2 separate regions of the Ovis aries genome follow, and region 1 is linked to region 2. A link is a contact called in public Hi-C data. All regions are on one chromosome and are shown on one strand. The core of a region is the stretch at or near the end of the contact, and the rest is flanking DNA. Distances in the headings are between cores, read along the strand shown. Region 1 overlaps MACROD2 (mono-ADP ribosylhydrolase 2). Region 2 has its middle 42 kb from the start of NDUFAF5.

Evidence for each region. A called contact is a pair of places that touch in the nucleus more often than the background predicts.
Region 1: a contact with region 2 is called in a Hi-C map of hypothalamus, with 3 times the contacts expected there. The contact joins two enhancer-like sites. A contact is called at or near these places in 4 of 16 Hi-C or Micro-C datasets (hypothalamus, skin fibroblasts and tail adipose tissue).

What each region holds. Positions count from the first base shown.
Region 1 is chr13:7,429,531-7,432,230 of ARS-UI_Ramb_v3.0, forward strand. The region is part of intron 2 of MACROD2 (mono-ADP ribosylhydrolase 2); the gene reads left to right. Among named protein-coding and RNA genes, the nearest start is that of MACROD2, 51 kb to the left of the region's middle. Within about 2 kb of position 1,286, at least 4 of the 54 cell types and tissues checked have an H3K27ac peak or open chromatin away from gene starts, as enhancers often do. A contact at or near this core is called in hypothalamus, where this site is marked.
Region 2 is chr13:7,242,067-7,244,878 of ARS-UI_Ramb_v3.0, forward strand. No RefSeq gene overlaps it. Among named protein-coding and RNA genes, the nearest start is that of NDUFAF5, 42 kb to the left of the region's middle. Within about 2 kb of position 1,560, at least 18 of the 54 cell types and tissues checked have an H3K27ac peak or open chromatin away from gene starts, as enhancers often do. A contact at or near this core is called in hypothalamus, where this site is marked.

The sequences.
Region 1 (2,700 bases), core at 36-2,535, 190 kb after region 2:
AGTTTCAGCATCAGTCCTTCCAATGAGTATTCAGGGTTGATTTCCCTTAAGATTGACTTGTTCCATCTCCTTGCTATCCCCACTTTCAGGAGTCTTCCACAGTTCGAAGGCATCCTGCTTTCTTTACAGTCCAGCTCTCACAACCATACATGACCACTGGAAAGACCATAGCCTTAACTATGTGGACCTTTGTCGCTTTTCAACACACTGCCTAGGTTTGTCATAGCTTTCCTGCCAAGAAGCATTCGTCTTCTGATTTCATGGTTACAGTCACCATCCACAGTGATTTCAGAGCCCAAGAAGAGGAAGTCTGTCAGTACTTCTACCTTTTCCACTTCTATTTGCCATGAAGTTATGGGGCCAGATGCCATGATTTTATTTTATTTTTTAATATTTAGTTTTAAGCTGGCTCTCTCCTCTCCTTTCCTCCTCATTTGCTATAACAGTATCTCAAACTAGAAAGCTGAGTTGTGGAGGCTGCAAGCCAGTGTCTATCCGTTTTCTTGTCACATGTGGTCCCTTAACCTGTAGATAATGAGAGTAGGAGTCCCTGAAGTGGTTAATTTTGCACTTTGCATTTTGTAGGAAACAACCCAGTGTCAGTGTGAAGGCTGAATTGGAGAGAGGTAAAATGTGGGACTTGAATCCCAGGTAGACAGTCTTAAGTAGTGTTTCGTAAGTCCAAATAACTGAACCCCAAAACTCAAATTCCTTAAGGGATCAGACAGATAAGAGGAATACAGAAGTATCAGCGTGTAAGGCTTAAGGAAGGGCAGGTTCTGCAGTGAAAGGAAAAGCATTGTGTTCCTCCCACCATCCACCCCCGCCCCAGGGAATCCACATTGTGCTGTCAAAACACCCTTCACATAGTAATTTCTGATCAAAACCAAGGTGGTTACAGTGATGACAGAGATAAGTTATTTGGAAAGTAGAGTTTCTGTCTTGAGAGACAATAAGAGACCCACTAAGGGCTAAAGGGTATGGGAAGAATCATGCGTTTGGTGAAAAGTGATGATGTGTTGGCTTGTGGAATCTCCAAGTAGAGACAGCTAGTTTACAGTTGTCTGAACTGGGCCAAGGAATGAAGTTTTCGGAAGTGGAATGAAGATTCTCCAAGGAAAAAAGTTCCAGTGAGAGAGGAGAAAGAGGGCTGAGGATGGAACCCCAAGGAACTGTGAACTTTAAACAATGAGCAGTGAGAGGAACAACAGAGTACTGTTCACGGTCGAAGAGGCTGGTGGCTTGGCTATGCTAGAGGCAGGGAATCAGTTTCACTGAAGAAACTCATTCAGTTGTGTCACTTGCCACGGAGAGGTACACAAGCAAAGAACGCAGAGAGTCCTTCAGATTTGGTACTGAGCAGCCACTGACTAATTCGTGGGGCCAGAACCCAGAAAACTCTGGATCGTGGAGTGACTGGGAGGTGAGGGAGCACAGATAGTGATTCCTTTTGGAAGAACTTTTTTTTCTTCTGCCATTTGCTAAAAACACTTTCTCAAAGCTTAAGTTCCTGACTGAATGATCTAATTATAGGCTGCCTATGTGAGCATAGTTATATGCTTGATCAATTAATTTTATTAATGTAAATTTGCTGGAATAAGTCAGGAATATAAAGATATGTGATTATTTTCAAACTGAAAAGCTGCTAAAACAAAGATAATTTAGAAAATGAGTTTTTATATTTATAGGCTTATTCATCTTTCAGTAACATTACAGTAATCTGTTTTGTGAGACTCCAAAGAAATATTTTCCCCAAGTTTTTGAGTAAGAAGAAAACTCTGCATTTATTTTCTTTACTTCATTTTAGTACTTAAAAAAGAAGAGCTTTTATAGTTTTACCTCACTTTTTTTCTATTAACTTAAAGGTTATTCATAGGCTTTGCAATGCTGCCCTCTACTGATCGCTTCCCAAAATGCATGAATTAACCTGAAGAGTCTCTTCCATCTCTGACTCCGCTGGATCTGTACCTCAGCCCTGGTTGTTTCCTATCTTTTATCTCGCCTCAGTAGAGGGGTGGGCGGTGTGTGTGTGTGTGTGTGTGTGTGTGTGTGTGTGTGTGTGTGTGTGTGTGTGTGTGTGTGTGTGTGTGTGTGTGTGTGTGTGTGTGTGTGTGTGTGTGTGTGTGTGTGTGTGTGTGTGTGTGTGTGTGTGTGTGTGTGTGTGTGTGTGTGTGTGTGTGTTTCATAACCAGTTAGACTTATTTAATGGCATTAGGGAACGATTGGAGCTTTGGAGCCAAAAAATTTGGTTATGAACGCTTAACACTAGAGTTCTTTTGAGAAGTGAAGGAGAAGGTCTTTTTGTGGCACTCGATACAGCACAGAGTAAGCATTGAGCATGTGGCCATTCTCTGTCCACTTTCTTCTCTCCATCCTCACTGACTAGGCTAGGGAGTCAAAATTCTTTGTTACCACCTCTGATTTCTCCTGATACAAAGCATCTCATTATATTAAAACTGCCTGTTTGGTTGTCCATGCTCTGTAACATCCAGAGGCCAGGAATCATGTTTGGCTTGTGCATGTTTCTGTCTTTCGTATTTAGCACAAAGTTCAGTACATACAAGACCCTCATTTAGATAACATATTTGTTGTATGTCTGTGTGAACAAATGATTGAATAATTGGCTCAGTTCAGTTCATTCGCTCAGTCGTGTCTGACTCTTTGCAACCCCATGGATGGCAGCCCGCCAGGCCTCCCTGT
Region 2 (2,812 bases), core at 310-2,809:
CACAGGAGGCTATACCTTATGGCATCTTCCAGATTTAATGACCCAATAACCCCTTTATCAAGGGGCACCCTGCAAGACTGTGAACATGTTTTGGGAAAATACAGCCTAGCACAACTCCTGGCATTGTGAAGGCTTTTTGAATAATTTGAATAGTTGCAGGAAAACTTAATGTTCAGCTATGAGAATGCAGTCACTGGCAAGAGTTGTTTATGAACTTTCTCAAGGCAGTCCAGTGCCGAGATTAAAAGCACAGACTCTGGATCTGGTTGTTCTGGCTGTGTGGCCTTGGACAAGTTACTTGACCCCAGTTTCCTCTTCTGGAAAAGAGGGAAGATGATACATTACCCTTCAGAAAAGGTAGTTGTAAAGATCTAATGAGTTAATAATACATTCAGTTAGAACAGTCCCTGGCACATTATAAGCATGATATGTTGGCTATTATTATCCCAGACAGAATGAATTTTAGAGAAGCTTTCAAGAACAAATTATTGATAGCTATTATGATGTTGAATAGCTTACCATTTGTCTTACATAAAATTTCCTCTTGCTCATACAAAAAGACTGATTAATAAACAGATACTGCTTAAAGTCATTATTCCTTTTTTAAAGAAAAATGTCATAGGACCTCAGACAGCTGTTTTGCGTCTATGGCAAAATCCAAACCTGAAATATAAGAGATTTGCTCAAATATTCTATTAGGTGAAGATTGAATATTCCTTTTTTCAGAAGCACTTTATCTTCACCTAGAAATTATTTTCTGATTAATAAAACACAAATTAGGATAAATCATTTCACATAAGCACACACCACAAAATAATGTTTCCATATCAAATCACAGGCACAATTGCTGAATGAAATTAATTAGGTGGCAGGGGAAAAAAAGAAAGCTAAGAATTAAAGTAATCTCACAGCCTAAAAAATTATTCTTGCCACATATGGAAAGATTTTAAGACGTTTTCTGGTATAGATCTTAATGTTATACTGAGAGTCTGGATTGGAATTATAAAACTTTGGCGCTGTAAGACATTAGAGAAGTCTTCTTGGTTTGCAATCGAGGAAACTGAGTCCCACAGAGAGACTCATTTGCCTGAGGTCACTAGCTGGCCCTGGAGAGACAGGCCTGGAACAAAGATGTTCCCGAATCTTGTCCAGCAACCTGAGGCAGGGCTGGTCATTCACACAACCCCAGCAGAGCCAAGACCCAGCCATCGCACCCACCCGGCTGGAGGTGCATTTGTGAATGTCCGCAGCACAGCTCTCCATCCAAGCACCGAGTCTTTAGTGAAACCCAGAGTCAGCACCTTACACTGAATCTGTTTAGAGCATACTTCCATGTTGTGGGTTACAGTAGACCTCGACCTAGGCTCTGCTGCCTGGCTCCCACCCTCAGAGATTTTCGTTTAATTCAGCCTTGGGAGTTTTAAAAGTTATAGAGCATCAGCTTTCCTAAGGCAAGAAAACTATGAATCACAGATAAACTCCATTGTAACCTCCCTTGTGTTGTAGCTGGGAACTCTGAAGGACCAGCTGCAGTGCTGGATATAAAACCATGAGTCACTGTGCACTTCGTGCCAGGCTTGTGCTGAGAGAAGGGGGTGAGCTGGCCCGGGCTGGGGGTGAGGAAGGGGGCTGTGGACAAGTTGGTCACCCAGTGCTGTCTGAGGACCTTCTGTATGTGGAGCCCTGGGTACTCAGGGAGGAGAAGGCCGATCCCTTGCCCTCACAGGGCTCACGTGCAGCTGGACTGGCCACAAGCCACAGGGAAGCTGACACAGCATCTTTTCTTGCTACCAAAAGTCCTCTGACAGACACGTGCGGGAAGGCCCTGTGTGGAGCTCGGTGGTCAGTCACCACGTGGCCGCCCAGGTGTGGGTGAGGGAGCTGCTACAGCCCCGGCTCTGGAGGAGAAGCCCAGAAACAGACGTTTGAATGATTCAAACACCCTCAACCACGCTTGCTCTCAGAGCCTTTGGCTCGTGTTCACTTGGAGCAATGAGCTGAAACAGGGACGTGATGAGCTCACCCTGGTCCCGCTCCTAGGGTTCAGGCAGTGTTCACTCGACACAGCTCACCGCCAAGTCGTCCTCCTTTCTGCCCCATCTGCAGCGATTTTCACAAGCTCCACCTCGAAGGAGTTCATTCTTCAGCCGGTCTTGGAGCCAGGACTCACCGACTCTACACTCCCCTCTTTGCATTTATCCCATCTCTGATGTGCTCGCATTCCAGACACCTGTGAGATGGAACTGCACGGCCAGCCTATGCATTAGCCCCTGACCTGAGCTTTGGATATTGCCTGCTCCTTCCGTTCACATTTGGCTTTTAAATTAGGCTTTTATTGTTCCTTTGGAAATGGAACTCTCTAGTAAGTCAAGGAATGTGTGCGGGAAATCCTAAATACTTGGACCTCAGACAGGCCTGGATAGTTAATGGCCAAGGAGAGGCTATGGCTGGCATGTGGATATACAATGTTTACAAAGCATCTGTGAAGTTAGGCTTACTGAAATCTCACAAATCTCCAGTCAGGTAGGAGTTAATCCCATTTGATGGAGGAAAGATTGAGGTTTGGAGAAACTATACCCAAAGTCACAGAGCTACTAACGGCCAAAGCTGGACCTCAAACACAGGGTGTTTGGTTCCAAATCCATTGCTCTCTCCTTTCTGATTATGATCAACATTAGCAATTAACTCTCTTCCTGTCCCTAGTTTGGGCTTTCAAGTAGGCAAGTACAATCTTTTCCTGCTTAAACATCCAGCATTTTGGCTGGAGAACTACCTCTGGGTACTGAAACCACACTGATTGTTATTACCTCAA